2 separate regions of the Triticum aestivum genome follow, and region 1 is linked to region 2. The links are chromatin contacts, called in public Hi-C maps. All regions are on one chromosome and are shown on one strand. The core of a region is the stretch at or near the end of the contact, and the rest is flanking DNA. Distances in the headings are between cores, read along the strand shown. Region 1 holds the start of LOC123070605. Region 2 holds the start of LOC123070603 (katanin p60 ATPase-containing subunit A-like 2).

What was found. Hi-C and Micro-C count contacts between places; a contact is called where the count stands out from the background.
Region 1: a Hi-C map of leaf shows a contact between it and region 2, with 3 times the contacts expected there. The contact joins the promoter of LOC123070605 here to the promoter of LOC123070603 in region 2. A contact is called at or near these places in 4 of 5 Hi-C or Micro-C datasets (leaf and an unstated tissue) and 1 of 1 datasets of contacts at active chromatin or transcription factors (leaf).

The regions. Positions count from the first base shown.
Region 1 is chr3B:504,741,438-504,746,764 of IWGSC CS RefSeq v2.1, reverse strand. LOC123070605 reads right to left here and starts at 3,797. Exons shown (of 3, transcript XM_044493876.1): 1 at 3,446-3,797; 2 at 3,033-3,311; 3 at 1,208-2,739. The coding sequence starts at 3,550. The coding sequence ends at 1,513. It overlaps LOC123070604 (terminal nucleotidyltransferase 4B), which reads left to right. Exons shown (of 13, transcript XM_044493874.1): 13 at 1-344. The coding sequence ends at 107.
Region 2 is chr3B:504,265,277-504,270,138 of IWGSC CS RefSeq v2.1, reverse strand. LOC123070603 (katanin p60 ATPase-containing subunit A-like 2) reads right to left here and starts at 3,143. Exons shown (of 13, transcript XM_044493873.1): 1 at 3,125-3,143; 2 at 2,890-3,027; 3 at 2,642-2,791; 4 at 2,503-2,549; 5 at 1,802-1,867; 6 at 1,580-1,687; 7 at 914-980. The coding sequence starts at 2,934. It overlaps LOC123070602 (ubiquitin-conjugating enzyme E2 36), which reads right to left. Exons shown (of 8, transcript XM_044493871.1): 7 at 4,628-4,725; 8 at 4,147-4,550. The coding sequence ends at 4,513.

The DNA of each region.
Region 1 (5,327 bases), core at 2,548-5,047, 480 kb before region 2:
AAAAGTCGCGTCGCAGTGGGGGAAGCAGCAGAAGAAGGAAAGGGGCGCGAGAGTATGACAGATTTACAAACACGCTCCCACAGTACACGCACATTAGCAGATGGTGAGTTGTGTGCTGCTACTGATAGCATTTGCGGTCCTTTTTTGGAGGTGCCACATAATTTGACAGCAGGAAGAGCATTGTGTGACACCATGGTGGCATGCTAGCAAACATTTAAATTAGCAGCAGCAGTCGGATGCCTGAATGTGTTCTATTTGTTTTATTAGTTTACTATCCAGTCCTTGTAATGCTGATCAAACAAAATTCTCAGTTGTATTTTTTGAATCAGCAGTTTTACCGAGCACCGCACCGTGATCACAAGTTCCAGGTAGTAGTATTTGGTTGTTGTGGTAAAGGCTTCAAACATTTATATAGCATCTACGCTGCCATAGCGAATTGGTCGGTGTCATGTAAAATACTGGAGTCTCTTCTGAACAAACTTGGAATAGCACGCAATATATGCAACTCATAACTTTGCTATGAACGACCAATCTTATTGTCCCGGGACATAAAAGAACGAAATGATAAATCCTAGACGTTTGGATTTTAAGCATGGCAACCCGGATGCTTTTCATGGCAACTTTAGTTCAGGCGAGGTTAGCAAATATGGCAATTTTCTAACAAAAAAATAAACTGGGACAAAGTACCATGTGTTCACAACTAAAGTTGCCACTTTGCATCAACTAAAGTTGTCATCAAAAAACGTTCAGAATGACATGCTTAAATCCGAATGTTCAGGATTTATTGGGGTCCTAAAAGAAACATAATCTTACTAGCAAGTAGTGGTTTGTTCAACATTTTTGTACCTCTAGTTCCGGCCGTTATTTTCCAAAATCACAGTAACAATTGCTTTCTCCAGTTGCATTGTTCGCACACATACTGCTTATTCCGAGGGTGTTAAAAAGAAGGTGCTACATCTGAAACGCAATTATGGTTTACAGAAAGATATACTCCCTCCGTAAACTAATACTATACGATCTTTTAGATCAAGGGAGTAGTTATGAGCTATTGAGAAGTTAATTTTGAGATGCCTAGATACATATATATCTGAGCTCTTTTCTTCTTTACTACTCTACATGCTACAAAAACCCAGATAAATAAATAAAAAATATGGCATGACAAGACTACATAAACTGTGGTAAACCAATATTTAAACAGCTGATAAGATGATGTAAACTCGTCATATATTCATATCGCATAGGCACAGGTTCATCGCCAACTGTCGGTTACAAGCAAGATATGTCCATTAAAAGTGAGGACATACGCCAGCATCATCACTAGACTAATCTATCATTTTTATTTCAGATTGACCCTTCAGCAGAAAAAACAGTAGAAGGATCTGTACCAATCTGCTGGCTAATAAAAAGGAAGCCAGATGAAATACCCGGGTGAGAGCCGACAAGCTTCCAGCTATAGTCATGGAAATAAGTTTTGTGGTAACAATGAAGTACCCAACAACTGCCCATTCTGCGCTATGCAGGCCAGTCTCGCGGGGATGTAACATTGCTACCAGCATTGAGCTTATCAACCATGTTACTGGAGTCCGCAGTCACCACTGGAAGCGTCATACTCCCAACCAGATCATGTGGATACCCTACTACACTGGTCGTTTCAAACATACTTCCATATGGATTCTTATGCAAGATTTGTTGCCCCAAATGATGAAACGCCATAGGAGCTGTTGCCGAATGCTGAGGCAGAACAGCAACAACAGTTGCAGGGCTCTCAGCAGGATTCTTATATGTGGCAGTGTGGGCTCGGCCACTACCCTGAACAGCATATGATGCAACACTGCAGTGGCTGGGCTTGTTTGGTTGAGGTGGGCATGAGGCCTGGCTCTGCGTTTGCAGTTGCTGTGGCTGTTGATGCTGGATATTATGCTCTGCCGTGGGAAGCAAAATTGTGTTGCCTTGGCCATAAAACGAAGGCATGACTTCATGATGCTTCTGCTGGGGTGAAGAGTATGGAGACTGCCCAACCAAACTTCTCGGAAGTGGCTCAGTGGTAGCATTGGCAGGCTTCTGAGAAGAGTATTGAGGATACATGAGCGTGACTTGAGGAGTACTTTGAGCATGAGGAGAAGATGTTTTCTGTTGAACCATCTGTGGTGGGACTTGCTGAACACTGTAGTGCTGCTGTTGCGCGACAGGTGGCTGTGATCGCCATGCCTGTGACTCGTGATGCTGAGCAGGCATTTGTAGCATATGATGCTGCAGTGGAGGGTACATTTCCGTTGGCTGACTAGATTTCTGAGGTAGCTCAACTGCAACCCTGGCTTCAGGGTTCTGGACATGCGGCTGCATAACCTGAACAAAAGACTCGGACGGTTTGTTCTCTGTGCAGTTCACTTGACTTTGGCTTTGCATATAGTACACCGCAGCTTGGCTCGGATGTTGCTGATCATGTTGCGTGCTCAAAGAGACGGGCACTAGTTGCTGCAGAATATAACCGCCGCTACTTTGGTTCGGCATAGCAGGAGACTGCATGGTATTAACTTGGTGAATTGGCACAAAAGAAACCTCAGGGTTGGCGAATTGTGTGCTCTGATCGTTGACATTTTCCCTTGAAGCAAGCATCGACAAGGCAGTGGCTTCATTTGTTCTAGCAGGGAATTCATGCGCTATTTGAAGTTTGGCCAGTTGCTGCGCCGTGTCAGCAGGCTCATGCTTATCCTGAAGCATCTGCACAGCTTTCTGAACCTGGTCAACAGAAGAAAGGATTGTTCAGCTCAGAGACATATTCTTAATGCATCAAAAATGATCCAAATCTCACGAGAACAGTAAGTCTGACTCCACCGTACGTAGTTTAAGAATAGCAGCTTGTGAAAATGTTCCGCTGAAGTAACTCCTTAAGCACCACTACAATCTCAAAGGTGAAATCTGAATAGTGCCTCGACTAACAGAGCCGGGGCACTCGAGACGAGAGCAAGACATTCGGCAGTAATTGGCAGAGCGTGCGTGGATCTGAAGGCGGGGCGGGGCAGAGCACGTACCTGTCTGAGATTCTTGTCGAGGCAGCGGAAGTTGACGGTGCCCTCGCTGTGGTAGTCCATGACGTCGCTGCGCAGCTCCCCGATGGAGCGCTCGAGCTTGTAGCAGTAGAGCTCGAGCTGCGAGAGCCTCCCCCCGATGCCCTCGAGCGAATGCAGCAGTCCCTCGGCCTGCTTCCTCATGCACTCCTCGACGGCCGCCATGACGGCCTCCTTGGGGTAGCCCTCCTGGCCGTACACGTTGACGAACGTCCGCACCAGCTGCCTCTTGTCCTGCGAATCCTGCTTTCCCCGCTCACACACGCATCAACCCCCGCCTCAGAAACCCCCGAGATCGAGGGACCTCGCGTGGTGGTGGTAGTAGGAGGGAGATGGATGACGACAGACAGACAGAGAGATAGGCAGAGAGGACGTACCTCGGCGCGGCGGCGCGTCTGGTCGAAGGAGCAGCGGGCGTCGGGCGGGAGGCCGAAGGCGCCGGAGACGGACGCGGCGGCGGGGCGCGCGGGGGACGACGCCATGGGCGTGCGGGCTGGCTAGGGTTTTGGGTTGGTGCGCGAGCGAGAGAGCCGGGGGGGAGGGGACGGGATGGGAGGGAATCCGAAGCGAAGGAAGGGGCGAGGAAAGAGAGGCGGGCGGGCGAGTGAGAGGAGTAGAAGCAAAGCGGGCAAAGGGAAAAGCAGAGTGAAACAGAGGAGAGGCCAATCAGAGGAGCGGAGGCGAGGCGAGATCGAGGCGTGGGGAGCAATAAAAATGGGGAGGGCGACGGGACGACGGGGACAAGTGGGGAAAGAGGGAGCGTGGGTGGACTTCGGGGCGAGTGAGATCTGGTTCGACTTGGATGTGTGGCCGTGTTCGTTTGTTTACTGACGGCCAGCAGGGAGATCGCCATTGGGATACCTTGCTTGCCTTGCTGGACGATCGTTTTCAGATCAAGACGGGAGACGGTCTGGTTGGTTCGGGTCAGCTTGGGTTTGGTTGGGTTGGGTGCAGTGTCACGCTCAGGTCTCCATCTCGTGAGTCATGTGCGTGATTAAAAAGAAATGTGCGTGGATGGGTCTGCGTTTGCCACACTGGTTTTGATGGGAAGATGCGGCCGGTATCAGTAGCATATTAGAGTTGTCGGTATCACGGTGATCCTCTGATCGCTGGGGATTAATAGTTTGATTCGAGAGGCGTCTACGTCTACGAAAAACAAACCGTGAAATTCATACCTCCTTCCTCTCTTGGGGGAAACCCTAGCAGCTAGGGTGTGGGGGGCAATCTACCTTCTCCCTGGTGAGATCATGGGCCCCTTCGTTTGCCACTTTGACGGAGGGAAGAGGTCAAGACCCCGTTGTTTCGAACCCGTGGTGATGGTAGGGTGAGGTTTTTAGTTTAGGTGTAGATTTCGGTCGCTGGTCATCGGTATTGAGGCGATAATGCCGCCATCGAAATGGAAGAAGGCCTTCCCGTCTTGTCCTTGTTTTGATGATGCTTCTTGGCATCTTTGAAAGATGTGTGAAAGATGGTGTTTTTTCTTTTGCATGTTTGTCACGCTGGCGTTGTCCCAAAGAACGGATGTCACAGTTGTGCGCCTTGATCCTCCGACTCGACTCTAGCTACAACCGACGAAGGTTGACTAGCTTCAGCCTCGAGGAGGATGTGGGAGGTGTCTTCCTCGACTCCTTCTGGCCGGACCTAGAGGGTTATACAGATCCTCTTGATGTTGTCTTCTTCGCGGCGGCCGTTTGCTACATAGATCGAGGTTGTTGGCATCTTGGTCTACATTGACAACCTCCCAGACACTGCTTCTACATGCTCCTAAATTTTAACAAGTTTGCTCCGCTAAGACAGTCCTCATGACGTGTCACCGGTGAATGCAGGAAAGAGATTGAGGGAGGTGTTTGGTTAGGGTTAACTCAGGCTTTTGGTGACTTATAAGCTAAAAGACATTTTTTGGTTTAGGCAAAAGATCAAAGGTCGTAAGAATTAAATTTGTTTTTTTATTTCTTCAATAATGTATTACTTCCTTCTATCCAAATTCGAATCCGAGGGAGTACTAAAGGTTTGTTCTACTTTAACCATTTCGGAAAAAAATCATGAAGAGACGGTAGGTCTCGGTGTACTGCACACTTCATATCAAAGTGTGCATCGCAATGTTTACGTCTGAATCAGCCGACGAGATCAAAGCCCACGTGGAAGCCGAGAAACCTACTCCGGCCGCACATCCGTTCATGAGCAGGCCGGCATTAAACGCAACGTCGGCCGAGCTCCTCCCGTCTGCCCTCTATTTAAACGAGGCCAGACATCGGGCAA
Region 2 (4,862 bases), core at 1,894-4,393:
AGATACAACATAGACTGTTCCAAACATCGGTCAGTTAACTACCGATATGGTCAGTTAACTGCTATCCTGACCCCTCCCGATACGAGAACGTGCTATTCGAGCCATTAACTGGTAGGTCCAGTTAATTTGTCTGACAAACCGATTTATCAGCCGTCAGGCCAAATTATCCGCCAGGCCAATTAACTGCTAATCATTTTTTAGCCCAAAACTGGCCCGCTCCCTCCCTACTTTTCAATGTGCAGGTTTATAGCCTTCCAGGTCGGCTGCAACATCAGCAGAACATCAAGGCAACAATTTTCCTTGTTGCTATGTAGCCTAGGATTGCATATTTAGACATTTAGTACATTGCATTTTGCTATATAGCCTAGGATATATATAGATATGGCACTAGTTAACCTCCCAGTAAATGGGTTACTGATAAATTCAGTTAAATGGCCGGTTCGCCGATTAATCCCTACTCAAGCATCCAAACGATATGGTACTAGTTACCGATATCCTGAACATTACAGAAGCTGGTGTAGAAGCAATTGTGAATAATTAGAGGCATCTTTCTTTATCTTAATCATTCATTGACGCATAGCAACGTTGAGACGGTAGCAGACCAGATCAATCACAAATACTATGGGTATTTAGTTTAGGTGCAAATTAGTTCAACTCTGTAATATCTTTGCTGAGCAAATAATTGAATAAATCCCAATGTGGCATATAAAATAACAATTGAAGGTATTTTTATGCAAAACAATTGCTTTTTAATCATATTGTGTAAGACATTTAGAGAAATTATTCCACAACTTAACCCCATGAGGAAGTGCTAACAATATTGTTAACATGGGAGGTAGCTTCACAAGAGCTTCACAAGAAAAACAGGAAAAATTGTAGAAGAAAATACGCTAAGGATTTCATAAGTGCAAACCTTTCCTGTTCCTGGTGGACCAAATAGCAATATACCTTTCCAGGGTGATAACAGACCTGTGAAGTACCTAATAGCTGAGTTTGATTAGGACAAAGGAGAAAATATTCCACAGAACCACTAGCAAAACATTGCCTGATTGATACAAATTCAGCATCTATCATAATTCAAAACCGCTAAGTTTCTTAACCATTTAGGTACAAAAAAAGGCAGTGTCCTTCAGACTGACAAATGAATTATTTTTCCCAAGCAACCAGGTACTCAGATAACAATCACTTCAACAAAGATGAACAAAGGTTCTAAAATAGCACCCATGTTGTTATTTTTCAGTTATCTCATATTGGCTATAAAGACATAGGCCTTCAAGCACGTTGGGGGATTCTAGTAGGTATTTGGAAGGCTTAAAGTAAACAGTATTAGATGGCATCGTGAACATGTTGACATTAAGTTCACATCAACATTAAGTTGAACTGAATCGACCATTTAAAAGCATATAATGGACATGCCAACATGTCAGGTTTGAATCATAAATTTGATTCAACAAGCTTTCTGAGACATGCATCTCATAGGTATATACTCTATACAACTGTGTAGCATATATTAAGCGACAAAGCAGGAAAAAGAAGTGTCCAGCTTGTGTATATCATTTCAGGGAGCAAACAAACCCACTTGGGATACTTTATAGGCATGACGACTGCCTCCTTAAGAAGTCGCTTCGCAGTTTCCAAACCTTTAATGCTTTCCCATTTGACATCTGGACTCCCACGAATGATATCCCTGTAGGAATTAGCACATTTCACCAAGAAGTTATGGTGTAAAGGTCTGAAATACATGGTAGTGCCAAGATGGTACAAACATAAGGTATAGCTAAATGTTTGGTCAGACTGTCACCTCAACAATGTCTCAGCTAAGTTGCGTGTTTCTGCAGATTCAAAAGAAGGAAGCAGGGATTTCTGCCTGCATAAGTCACACATCCGGTTATCACAGTTCACAAGATATATGTTTGCATGACAAGTGAAAGAGAGGCATGCCCTCTGGCGGTTTTATTCATGGACCAAACAGTACAGCAATACTTTAAACTTAACAGTTGAGACCGGAAATTAACAGGTAGAAACTTCTATTCGCAGGTCGCTAACTTCCACTGAGCTTCAGCCATTTCAATATAATTTCTATCCACTAACAGCATAACTATAAACAAAAAAAATTATATCCACCGTTTCATGAGTTGTTGTTTAGTAGCAAGCAATAATTACTTACGGCATAAGCTCCACAAATAATAATCTAACACCAGTTGGCATGCCTGGATTTGAGCAAGACAGACACAGCTAGGCAGTTGGATGAAGAAGCCATTCCTATATTTAGTCAACTCAACTGAAGTGCGTGATTTGACTCCTATATGAGCTAAGAACGAATCAGAAGTGAAGCGGATGGTGAAGCTTCGTACAGCCTCGATTAAATTGTACCATACGGAGAGATTACTAATGTTAGAACATCCCAGAATTAGCTTATCTCTACACTTTACAAATTAGCTAAATTTAGATTAAACAAACGTTGGCAAGTAAACTAGTTGAAGTATAAGCAACGAGTCTTACGGTGGTCCGGCATCCATTGAACCATTGCGCAACTCGACATTTCTATCCTGCAACCGGGAATCAGTAGAGAAACTGTGTAAGTCCCCAAAGTAGTAGCAACATGGAAGCATTCTGCGAGAGGACCGAATTTAATAATTACCAGCCGCTCGAATTGCTCGAAGACGGACAGGTCGGCGCCGCCATTGGCGTGGGCGGTGTCGGCGGAGCCCGATCCGGGCGGCGCGTCGTCGCCGTCGCCCTGGGGCTGGCGGCAGATGCCGAGGCCCGCGTCGTAGTAGCGCTCGAAGTCCTGGGCCGAGGCCACATCATAGCGAATTGGGAACGACGAGATCTCAGCACGGGAGAGCATGAAAGGGGTAGGAGGAATAGCATAGGCCAGCGAGTCACCTGGAAGGACCAGCGGGTGACGGAGGGCTCGTCGCCGGCAGCCATGGCGTCTGGCGGACCGGCTCGCCGAGGCGGCGGGGCTCCGATGTGCGCGGCCGGTCCCCCCACGCACGGACGACGCGGCAGCTCCCGAAGTAGCTGAGGCGAGGCGTTAGCGTTGGCGTTGGCGTTGTGCTGTGAGTGAATGAATAAACAAACAGGAGCACGGAACACTGGAGCGGGCAGGCGAGCGAACCTGCGCTCCTGGTTTTTCACCCCAACCGTCGGGCAGACGCTCCGGGGAGGAGAGGAGACTTATGATGGGTTTTACCGGCGTCCTGCGCCTTGGACTGACCGGTGGGTGCCCCCAGGGTTTTGCCCCGTGAGTGCCATGCCAGTGAGATGTCCCCGGGGAGTAGCATATACCGTGTTTTTCTTTCTGCTGTCATTTATCTACGGTATTGTTATCTGTCGAACGTTCGGTTGGAAGAGGGTGGCAAGCCAACGTTTTTCTATGGCAAGTTTACATGGTGGAAGATGGCAAATCCTTCCTTTATTGCAGCAAATCTTTTTTTTCTTCTTTTCAGAAGCTGCCATGTGTTTCTAAAGAAATTGTCATCCTCCCATAACGTAAATTACCAGCCAAAACGTTCACTATTGTCACCCCTTTCGCAAGATAAGAGGGTCCTTTGTTTTTTTTTTTTTTTTGCGGGGGAGAGGGTCCTTTGTTTAACCTGCACGGTACACTGCATGCTAGTCCTGTGCGCCGATGTGCTTCGCTCTGCGTCTGCGTGAGACGGCGTAGTGCTGCTGTTTAGCCATAAATATAGGCCGTATTCCGTGGGAACTGACAGCAAATGAAGCCGTCTGTGACAGGGCAATACGTCGCGCCCACATCTGCCTTCTCGTGGGTGGAAACATTTCTTCCGTCGACGGACAAGTAGGTTTTGTTGCAACTTGTCGGCTGTCGCCGTAGCACGAGCTGTGGCTTTCTGTTTCTGGTGTGCGCTGGCGGGCAACGCGCTGCCACACTCGAGCAGCAAGGCTCAGTTGCTGTATCGGCTCCTGTAGCGGGAGGCAGTAAGCAAGATTAGTCCGGCTAAACCATCGGATATTTGGCTGTGTTTGAGCCGTTGAGGCAAACAATTCAACGCGTCACTGCGACAAGGACTTGAGAGGAAGGAGGTTAGACAGGCAGACGAACTGAACGGCCACGTTTGAGTAACAAATAAACCAGGGCAGCTCAACAACAACAAAAAGAAAACACAGGCGAGGGACTGAGAAAATATTCGGGCGTATCAGATCCAACCCTGAGTATTCAAACTCCCAAACTACAAGAGCAAGAACAAATTAGCAAGCCAGCTTCAATTTCAACAATGTGGACACTTGTTAACTTCTCCTACACAAGGGTATTGTAGTGGAGGAGCATAGAAAGTTCTATCAGATACAGATCAGTCAGAAGGTGCCCCAGGGTGAAGGGAACCAACCAACACAGGTGTTACAACCAACCAAATAGCTCGAGCACTAGTCATTCAGATACTCCCTTCCAGCGCAAACATCTCCAGTTTGTTCTTATCAACAAAATGGCACTTGATTGCTGGCTAAAGTATGATGGATTATTACATCGAGAGCGGCATGGGGTTGTCATGCACCACTGGCATACAGACGAGTCCACTCCTTCGCTGCAAACGCCAGAACAGAACTTAGTTAAGATATCATGGCCCAAGGGCAAATGGGACAACATTTTCACACTTGTTACCTGTTTCAACAGCTTCTGCCTCATTGGACTTCCAGTGCTTAGCAATGTTTTCAGAGAGAGGGTCATCTGGATTTGGTGCACTTAGGAGTGCCTGGATACTGAAACCAGAAAAATGTCACAGGGCGGCAATGTGCAGCATTAAATATAAAAATATAACAGCAAGAATCAGATAATGTGTGGAACAATACTTTAGTGCCGGAAAATGAGACAGGGTGATTTTTATTTACAAACAGGT